Regions from separate parts of the Gossypium hirsutum genome. Here region 1 is linked to region 2. Evidence: chromatin contacts called from public Hi-C data. All regions are on one chromosome and are shown on one strand. Each heading gives the region's core, a stretch centred on a gene start, on an enhancer-like site or on the middle of the called end of the contact. The rest is flanking DNA. Distances are from core to core; before and after follow the strand shown. Region 1 holds the start of LOC107951682 (a long non-coding RNA gene). Region 2 holds the start of LOC107951689 (probable glucan 1,3-beta-glucosidase A).

Region 1 (5,803 bases), core at 2,900-5,399, 150 kb before region 2:
TGAGTTTTTGACATTCCTTGATGTGGAAACATATCCCAGGAATTCCATTACCATCTGAACTTCTAAATCCAGATAAATTGCCATGAACAGGCAAAACAAAGATTCATATGATTGTTATGATTAAAGATACATTATGACAAACTGAAAGTCATTTGGTAAGAACAGATGTAATACATGAAGCTAGAGCTGCTGGATTTTGTCTCCAAAACACACACAACAACCGGAAACACTGATGGGCTAATGATTTTTCAAGGCTAAAGATGGCGCAAGCTAATTTCATTTAAAAGAAAATAATGGGCCTGGCTATATAATGTCAATTGTTTGCCCATTGATTCACAAAATCTAACGCAACAATACCCTATTGAACTAGCATTACCAAGGAACATGTATTTGTGTTCTCATGCATATATGATTAGGGATGCAGACAGGGTGGAAAATTATTTTTGGGTGAAAATTAAATTGTATATATTTATAATTTTTAAGAGATTAAATCAAATTTTTATTATTTTGAGGGTTAAAGTATAATTTTATCATTACTAATTTAAAATTTTATAGATTATAAAGAGATTTAAATGAAAATTTTTTTATTTTAAAGTTATGCCCTTACCAATCCTAACTTCACCATTAAATACAATACTTTAAATACTGAACTTTAATCTGATTTAAATAACATCTAATTAAACCTATTAATACGATGAATAAATTAAATTTTATACCTAAAAAATTTATAATTTATGTCGGAAAATATTTATCAGGGTTATCATTTCAAATGAATACAGTGACGATGCCAGCAGCAGAAAGTTTAGCATGCTTATTTTTTTTTTTACTTTTTTCATATTAATTTCATAACCTCTTCTAAGGACAATTTTTTTAAAATATTAATATATATTTTTTCATTTGTAAGCTTCTTGTGCGCCTACACTTCAATGATTACTAAAAGGCTTTGATAGATGGCTGTTAATTAAATCTTCTCAATATATTGCAAATCTTTTATAGTAATAATAAAATATGGTTTTGAGATCGAATTTTAAATCAATGTTATTATTATTATTTTTTTTGATATTAAGTGACCGGGGATTTTATTAGAATGAAAAGGAAAAGAACTTGAGACCCAACAGATCCTTAGACCCAAGCCCATTACAACACTAAACTAAAGAAGACCAAAAAGCCGGCCTCATTATCTGGCATGATAATAATGTCTTCTAACCAGCAAATGAAACATGACTAAATGGACAAACCATAAATTAATAAAAAACAAACCAAAAAGAGGAAACCTAAAAAATATCTACCCCAGTCAATGTAAGAACTGCTGGATACCACTAAATTCTTGAGTTGTCGTTTCAAAATCCCATCCGTTCTTATCAGTAGCAGTTTCCAAAAACCAAAATAATCTATACCTGCTACCATCCTTTGATAATCTATTTCCCTCAAAAACTCTTTCAGTCTGGGTTCCTTTGCCAGTGCCTCTCAGAAGCAAACTCGTGCCGATTCAAATCTTCTCCCATCGGGTAAGTGGACTCCCTTCCAACAAGCGCAGTTTTTGCTATTCTATGTGCTTATGAGTTCCCCGATCTGTGAATATGCTGAAAAATAATCTCTTGAAAACACCTTTTTCTGTTCTGGATGTCATTGATAATGGCTCCAATCACTGATTTATCCGGTGAAGTCGTTTGGGATTTCTTAATAATTGTTTTAGAGTCTCCCATGATTGTTGCCGATTGTAAACCTAGTGAAATCCCTAATTTTATACCCTCTAAACATGCATGTGCTTCTGCTGCAAATGAGGAGGAAATATTGTTGTGAATGATGGACTTTAAGGCCATGAGATTCCCCGTCATATCGCGAACCACCAGACCCGTCGCAGATGTGAAGCTACTACTATCAAATGCTCCATCAAAATAGATTGTCGTTCTCGGCATGTCTTCTTAGACTCTAAAAGGTCTGTTCATATTTACAGGTCTTTTCATTTTTCTGACCACTTCATGTTCTGCCAGAGACCTCTGTATGCTTTGCGCTAACTCTCTATTGGTTGTGTTTTTCCTTTCATGCACGAACTGATTCCTGGAGAACCATATTAGCCATAAAGTATAACAAAAAAGTCTACATTGGATGTCGTTTCCTCTCTTAAAAACCCCGGTTAGCCACTCCCACATACTTTGATTCATATTATTAACCACCCACTGTAAATGTATTAATCCCCATACATGCTATAGTTGCAGGACAGTCACGGAAGAAATGGGGGCTATCTTCTACCCAGGAACAACCTCGGGGGCATCCATCATTTGAAATTACTCTTTTGTACTGGAGATTAGCAAAATTCGGGATAAAATCCCTGGAGATTCTCCAAATAGTGATTGTAATTTTAGGGGGTAATTGTAGGCTCCATAACTTTCTGTAAAAGTCTTTCATTTCGGTCTGTAATAAATAATTCCTAGAACCCAGGCTAGCATTATACGCACTGCGTACCGTGAATTCACCCGATAACTCTCCTTGCCAAACTTACGTGTCTTCATGATCGGTCTCTGCGATAGGGATCTGCAAAATCTTCTGAGCAGCTTCCTCTTAAAAGGTACGGTTAATTAAATCTGTTCTCCACTTCCTATTTGCACTGTCAATAAGCTCCGAAACTAATTCTAAATCTCCTTTGATCTGTCTGATATGTTCATTGATTGTGTCAATCCCTAGAATCCAGCTATCTTCCCATATAGAGATCTTATCTCCTCTGCCCACTCTCCAACCCAGCCCTTTTAGGAGTAGTCCCCTTGCTGTCCAAATACTCTTCCAGGTGAGTGAAGGTAAATTGCCCAACTCTACACTTAAAAAATTTGAATTCGGATAGTATTTAGCTTTTAAAACTCTTGCTAACAAAGAATTTGGATACCAAAATTTCTAAAACCTAAACCACCATTTTCTTTTAAATCACAAAGGTTTTTCCAAGTGCACCAATGAATACCCCTTTTTCTGTGGCCCTTCTGCCACCAGAATCGTGCGACAATACTTACTTTTGAATTCATCACATAGGGCCTTAGGCAATAAAAAACAGGTCATCGTGTAAATTGGTATCGCCTGTAAAATGGCCTTCACAAATACTTCCTTCACCCCTTGAGATAAAAGCCGATTGCTCCAATTATCAGTACGTTTTCGGAGTCGGTCCTTCAAGTTTTGAAAGGATGCCTTTTTCCTACTGCCCACCGTACTCAGCAACCCCAGGTAATGCTCTAGTTCGTTCGAACTGCGGACCCCTAGCAAATTAAGAACCAAGCTCCTATCATCTTCCGAGGTATTCTTACTGAAAAAGACTTGATTTGTCAAAATTAACAATTAACACACTGACTTGAACAAAATTTATACTCCCACAAAATGTCTTTGAATAACGTAGCAACCCTACTTATGGCCTCCCCAAATAAAATACAATCATCAGCAAACAAAAGATGTGATACCTGTGGCTCGCTTCTACTAACCTTAACACCTTTAAAGAGCCTGCTATTCATTGCTAGCCTCAATAGGCTCGACAGACCCTCCCCACATAAGAGGAATAAAAACGGGTTTAACGGATCACCTTGTCTAAGTCCTCTGGTTGGGAAAATTTTTTCCCTAATATGCCCATTTATAACTACTGAATAAGAGATCTTTGAAACACATTTCATAAGGGCATCTACCCACTTCATATCAAACCCCATTTGTAGTATGACTTCTGTTATAAAAGCTCATTCAACTCTATCCTATGTTATGCTCATGTCTAGTTTAACTGTCATATACCCTGTCTTCCCCGATCCCTTCGTGTTTAACTTACGCAATACTTCATATGCCAATAGCACGTTGTCTGATATTAATCATCCTGGCACAAAAGCACGTTGTGCTTCATCAATACATTAACCAATGGCACCTCGTAAACGATTAGTTAAAATCGTAGCCAGAATTTTATAGAGCACATTACACAAACTGATTGGTCAAAATTGTGTGATATTTGAGGGGCTGGTGACTTTCGGAACAAGTACTATATTAGTATAGTTCACAGCACTAATCTCCATATTCCCATTAAGAATTTGAAGACAAAAAGAAATGGTATCTTCTCCAACGATATGCCAATGTTCTGGATAAAAAAAAGGTGAAAAGTCGTCCTCCCCCGGTGCCTTTGTGGGTCCCATTTTAAAAACTGCTGTTGTACTCTCCTCCCTGGTATATTTTGCAGTAAGCTTTTGATTATCTTCATCGAATATACAATGCTCAATCCCAGATAACAAATAGTCGTAACTACCTCTACCTCCTGCTGAAAATAAACTTTGAAAATAAGATCTAGCACTACCCTCTATTTCTTGCAATTCTACCATTTCGCTTCCATCTTCATTTTGTAATCTACGAATAAGGTTCATCTTTCGCCGTTGTGATGCATGACTATGAAAAAACGCTGTATTTTTATCTCCAAATTTCAGCTAATTAAGTCGAGCCCTCTGTTCCCAATAACATTCATCTTTATCAATATTCAAGTTTAAATTAATTTTCGTATCAATCAGCTAGGCTAAATTCTCATCATCTCTCTCTGCTTTAGACTGTTTTGCTAATTTTCCCATAAGGATTTGTTTTTTCTTTATCCTATTCATATGAATTTTCCCCGCCCATTGTTTCAAGCTTGTTTTTAAATTTTCCAGCTTCTACAACAAGACCCCTGAAGACTCCTTCCACAAACATTTGACTTCATTAATAAAAGATTCCTCCAAAGACCACCAGGCCTCAAATTTGAAACCCTTATTCTTCAAGCGATCTTCATTCATTCTTGTATTAATGAGAAGGGGATAATGATCAGAAAAAGTGTGCACTAAATGTTGGATTTTCACCTTCAGGAACATAACAATCCATTCTGTGTTGGCAACCCCTCTGTCTAACCGTTCTCGAATGTTCGTCTGTGGTACCTCTCTCCCAAGTGAACCAATTCCCACAAAAACCCACATCGTTTAGATGACATTTTTCCAGTGTTCTTCGGAAGAGTTTTATTCGTCTTTCATCTCTAGGCAATCCTCCTTTTTTCTCAAAACCATACATAATCTCATTGAAATCTTCACAAACTAACCAAGGAATATTCCTGTCAAATGCCAACCTTTTCAGAACAGCCCATAAATCAGCCCTATCGGACGCATAAAGGGATCCATAGAATCTCGTAAATCTTTAATTAGTCCTGTATTCCTTGTCCGTAACAATCACATCAATATGCCTCTTGGAAAAAGTACGGAGTGTTATATTTATATTCAGCCTCAATGTTAAACACAAACCTCTTCGTGTACCATCTGAGTCAACTTTAATACCATTCACAAAACCACCACTTCTATGAACTCACTCCATCTGTCGTCTACTAAGCTTTGTCTCTATAAAGAGGACTATTTGGGGATTATATATCTTCAGCGAATGTCGAAGTCTTTTAATCGTCCGTGGTCTCCCCAAACCACGAACATTCCAGCTTAAGATTTTCATTGCGTTTGGTCGGCTTGCCTCTAGGCAAACTCCGATGATAAAATATTAAAATCCACCGTACGCTTACTCATTGTCATTACATTGCCCCAGTCTCCTCTTTCCCCGTTAGATCACTCATTTTCCTTCTTGTTTGCTTTTTCCCCTCCTCTTCTGTTAAAATACCATCTTCTAAATCATATTCCATGGCCGTTTGCATCTGATCAGCCCAAGAACTCTCTTGTCTGTGAGCTAAAGGTGATGTTCCTCCTTCAATATTGAATCCCAGAATTGGATCAATAGATTTACCACATCTTCCCTTAGTATCTCCATTCCAAAAATCAAACCCCAAAGATCGATT
Region 2 (5,428 bases), core at 1,485-3,984:
TTAAAAATGAAAGTATATCTCTTGAAGAAGAAAATGGTGCAAAATTGTGCATGTTGGAGTTTGACATTAAAAATTTGTATGGTTGAGTTAATAGTACATTCAATATTTAATTTAATTTTTTTGATCAAGTATTTATCGACCACAATTATTTATTCTTTTATCATAGGTATGATTGAATCTGAAAAGAATGAGCTAAACTTTAGATTTAAATTTACTATTATCATTTTAAGGAAAAAAAAAAGAAAAGAGTTTCTTGGTTTCCCCTGCATCAACTTTTTTAACAGGAGAACTAAATGCCAACCTCATTTATTGTAATTTTAAAGCTTGATAATCAAATAGTTGGTCACTTAAGCTGAATAAAGTTGTTCTCAATCATCCACTTCAGACTCCAATGGTTTCTGTCACAATTATAAGCCCAATATGCCCATCCAAATGTTGCACGACCATAAACATCTAGCTGTGCTTTAGCAAATCTCTGGTAATCTTCCATTGATGCATCGTTTCGAGCAAATTCTGCAGTCCATTCCCCTGCAAAAAAAAACACCACTTTGAAATTCATTCCTACTACATTTGCATACAGCTAAAACTAAACCTGTTCCAAAACTTAAATTACCAACTAAAACCAGGGGACCGTTAGCCGAGGTCAAGCTGCCAAGATCGGAGGCTCGTTGATTGTTGACAAAATCGATGTTTTGTTGGACAGTCATGCCAGTAAAGGAGTCTGAAAAGAGGTTGTAGTAATGCACATCGATGGCTACTCGATTCATAGTACTGGCCAATGAGAAGAGCTCCTTTGGATCAGCTGGTCCTAAACGAGCTGATAGGATCACATACGCATTTGTGTACTTCCTTATGGCATCGTATCCAGCTTTGTAATACTTTGTAAGTGCATCTAATGTTACACCCGGTGCTCTAGGCTCATTCATTAATGCAATCGCAGCCAAATTTGGTCTTACACCATATCTGTCGAACAATTATATTGAACCTTTAAATTCAATTGAAAGAAGGAAAAGGATACAATAGAACATGGCATGACATAGAAATGGTTAGTGTCATCTTTAACCTTGCTGCAAGAAACTCTATTACCGCCACAGTCTCGTCAATGTTGGAATCGCCCCATTCTAGAAAACCATCTCTTGCTCCGCTGTGTTCGTCACCGTTCTGTGAGGCTTTGACTGCGTGCAAATCAATAATTACCTCCATCCCATATTTCCTGCATCAATTTCACACATGAACCAGAAGATGTTTAGAACTTTAAATTAAATAAGTCTTGTTTTGTCTTCATCCTAGAAGATTTCCTTTACTTACTCTGCCCATGTGAAAGCATTGTCGAGGGCTATTGAAGAGCCTCCAACAAAAGGCTTAGGGGGAGTTGGATCCTGCGCTATCCACCACCCTACAGGTATCCTCACGGCACTCAGTCCATTTGCAGACATGAAATTGAAATCTTCCTCAGTGATGTAAGAATTCCAATGATCCTAAATAACCATGGTTTCGTACAAAGTCAATTCGGATACTATTGCTATAACTTGCTTGTTTAAAGAGTAAAAAAAGAGCCCTTACCTGCATGACTTGAGGGGCTTTATCAGGGCCATAACCATTAGTGATTTGAAATTCACCTTGTATGGTGTTTACGATTGTCATTATGAACACAGATGGATCGCTATCATCCCAACTAGACTCTGCATAATCTGCAGTTACCAGTGTCTCCGATTGTGCCTAATTATGAAAAGTTTTGTTCCTTAAAAATGGAAAATCATTACTATGAAAGTCATTGCAAATTGTAGTGAGTGCAACAAAAGTACCTGTAGGAACAAACCATTTGATGCTTTGAATCGAACTCGGTTACGATCATCATCTTTCCTTACAATCTCAAACGTTTCTGTATCAGTAGGTGTATCTGAAACTGCTTGTACACCTTGATTTCCTAATCCCACAAACTGCTTGTTGAACACTCTCAAGTTAAAGCATGATTCACTCACCCTCCATAACTGCATCCAACCAAGCAAAAAAATTGGAAAGACTTCAAGTATTATGTTGTAGTTTAAACAAAAAAGCTGATGAAAGAACAAACCCTGAAGGTTTCCCAACCAGAAGGTGAGGGACGGTTGGCTACAACGACGGTTCCACCGCCATTTTCAGCACACAAATACTTGTTTAGCTTTGTTGAACGAAACTGAACTTGGGTTCCATCCTATACCAAATAAATACACAAAAAAAAATTGGAAATTCATGATTAAATGAGTGAAACCATAGCTAAAGAAAAGGGAAAGCTATGTATATACCAAAAGATCTTTGTTAATGATGCCATCAAAACGAGAAGGTTTCATCCATCCTTCAGTAACAAGCCAGTTACCAAGGTTTACAGCCTTCAATGGCAGAATAAGGTCTGCATTTTGTGCATGTGAAGAAGAGGGAAAATATGAAATCAAGTTGAAAATCAAGAGAAAAGGTAAGTAAACCATGTTTAGCCTTCCCTCTCTGTTCTGAAATTGTATGACAGCTGCAAATTATACAAGTAAATCCATTATCTGGAAAAGCAACATTCTCATAATAATGACATTAAATGTGTTCACACAGACTAATTTGCTTTTGCCTTTTAGTCCTTATCATCTTATAGCAATTTCACATGGGTTTTTTACTATTGAGATTTGGAGATGTTTAAGCAAATTATGGAATGGAAATGTGATATTTGTCAAGCATGAAGGGGTTAAGGCAAACTTTAGTTGCCCCTACAGCATAGAAGAATCGAACTTTCCTTTTTATTTATTTAGTGGAAATGGTTAAGGCGTCAAAGTCCATCCTTTCACACTTTTTAATCACTTTTGATGTAAATGGAATGGTATCAGATTCGTGTCTCGTCTTTTTTCTTTTGTTCGAAAGATTCGTGTCTTATCAACCGCTCATCAAGGTTAAAATGTCTAATAAGTCTATCTACTTTTCATAAATTTAGAATTAGTCCTTATACTTTTATTTTCAGAATTTAGTCTTTAGCTTCAAGTGTTAATATTGTTACTTTTTTTTGTTATATTTGTTGATGTGATATTTTAAGGTAAAAAAATACTTACTTAGTAGTCATGTAACTAAAAGAATTGATATTATAATAAGCCTAAATGTAGCAAATTAGTTTTAACTGTGTTAACCGTTGGATCTGAATTTTAAAATTTAAAAAGTAATACTAAATTATTAAAATAAAAGTATAGAGACTATGATTTAAATTTACGAAGAATGCAAGGAGTTACGACATATTTTATTCTAATATGTAACATTTCGTGTTGGCCAAGTTTCTGTACTCTATATATTTGGAATTCAGTTTTCATTTAGTTGTTAACACCATTAAAATTCTTTTGTTAAATTTGTTGACATGATATTTTAAATTTAAAAAAAAAAACTCATTACATAACTATGTGACAAAAAAAAGAATGACATTGTAATGGATCTCAATTTAATAAAGAATTTTAATAGTGTTAACAACTCTTAAAATTCAAGTCAGTATTGTAATCAAAGTAAAGTATTTAGAATAACTAATGGCATTATAAACGTTGAAGTACTAAATTATGTCAAAAAATTAAAATATAAAGATCAAATTTCAAATTTGAGTGTAGCATAATAATTGAAATTGAAATTGAATTACTTTTACATGTCTAAAAAATAGAGGGGTCAGAATTAAAATTTAACCATTGTGTTAATAATGTAAAAGAAAGTGATGGACGTGTGTCAAATAAGGAATGCCATTTATACATAGAATATAGGTAAAATACAATTATGATCCCTCTGCTATGCTTCAATTTAAGATTTAGTATTTATAATTTAATTTGACATAATTTAGTTCTTATACTTCATTCGATTATTCAATTTTGTATTTTGTGGTCACCCAACTATATTAGATTTTTGAGTATTTTCATGACCAAAAAAATAATTAATAGTTAGATACTCATTTTATAATTTTTCATAATTATGTGATAAAAAAGAAAAAATAAATTATAATTAAATAACCATTTTATAATTTTTATAATTAAGTAGAAAAAGAATCCATAATTGGTGATGTTTAGTTTACCAAAATCAATAGGATGCAAAAAGCTTCAAATCGTAACTCTTTGAAATCGACGCAAACGTTGAAGATCACCAGCCGCTAAGTTTCCTCTCTTAACCGGCGGATCGTAACATGAGTCAAAAAGCAATCTTAGCCCTCACAAAAAATTCCAACAATTATTTTCTAAGTTTTATAAAAATTTTGAAATATTTGTTTAAAGTCTTTTAAAATTTAAAAGAAAATATAATTAAAACATACAAAACTCTTCAACATTTTAATTACCCTCTCTATTTTTAAAAAAAAATTATTATCTTCATCTTTCTAAATATTTCTCATATTCATTTTACAATTTATATTTAATATTTATAGTTATCTCCTTAATAATATCATTTTTAAAATTTAAATTTATATATTTCCTTTAAAATACATATTTTATCATCACATTCAATATTTTGGGACCACTATTTTCTAGACCAAATCTGTATGACCACTAATTGAGAGCCCAATGTCCCCAACCATGTGCATGATGACTCACCAGCCTTGGGTTAAGTGTTCAATCCTAACTCCCTAAACCTTGTCCCTAACCATCTAAGTGCTTTGTGCTTTAGGTTTTGTTAATTTTTTCTTTTATTCATTTACGTAAAAGAATTACTCCCTAATTATTTTTTTTATAAAAAAAAACTTATTTATATTCTGTGACTAATTTTGATGAAAAATAAATTTATATGCAAAGGGACTTTGAATTGAATGGACCTAAACATTTGGAATTAATCAGTTTAATTGTTTAACTTGTTTAGACAAAGGCGAATTAGGCAAGATATTGAATGGAGAAGTCATTAAATGAAGGAAAAATGATTGCAATTATCTAAGTGTCTATAGACTGGATTTAGGTTAGGTTGACTTAAAATTTTAGTTTCGTTTGTTATGGGCTTAAAACTTTGCCCAAGATTGGTTTGGATAAAAAATGGTAAAATTTGAGTTTGACTCGGCTTGGCTTGATCGTATTAATTTTTTTAAAAATATATAATACATCAAAAATACTAAAAACATTAAAATAAATGTTTCTCAATAAATTAAAAATAACATTAAGATAGGTGCAACTTAACAGGTAAATGCTTCTAAAATAGTAATAAAATTAACAATAAAATAAGAGTTATACAATATACAAACAATAACAATAAAATAGCAACAAAATAATAATGAAATGGTAGCAAAATAGCAAAAAATAAAAAAAAATAGCAAGAAAGCACTAAACAAAATAGCAATTTTTTTTTTCATATTCGGGTCGGGCTTAAGAAAAAAAATCTTACTCGAGGTTCGGCCTGTTTTCTAAACGGGCTTTATTTTTTACCCAATCCCATTTTTCGAGCCTATAATTTTACCTAAACTTTCTCA

The links. Hi-C and Micro-C count contacts between places; a contact is called where the count stands out from the background.
Region 1: a contact with region 2 is called in a Hi-C map of leaf, with 4 times the contacts expected there. The contact joins the enhancer-like site here to the promoter of LOC107951689 in region 2. A contact is called at or near these places in 2 of 34 Hi-C or Micro-C datasets (both in leaf).

Annotation. Positions count from the first base shown.
Region 1 is chrA02:98,956,142-98,961,944 of Gossypium_hirsutum_v2.1, reverse strand. It overlaps LOC107951682 (a long non-coding RNA gene), which reads left to right and starts at 1,226. Exons shown (of 3, transcript XR_005905227.1): 1 at 1,226-2,136; 2 at 2,214-2,569. Within about 2 kb of position 4,149, at least 5 of the 9 cell types and tissues checked have an H3K27ac peak or open chromatin away from gene starts, as enhancers often do. A contact at or near this core is called in leaf, where this site is marked.
Region 2 is chrA02:98,802,262-98,807,689 of Gossypium_hirsutum_v2.1, reverse strand. LOC107951689 (probable glucan 1,3-beta-glucosidase A) reads right to left here and starts at 2,734. Exons shown (of 8, transcript XM_016886811.2): 1 at 2,286-2,734; 2 at 2,075-2,194; 3 at 1,806-1,991; 4 at 1,564-1,719; 5 at 1,309-1,478; 6 at 1,064-1,213; 7 at 614-963; 8 at 199-528. The coding sequence starts at 2,465. The coding sequence ends at 344.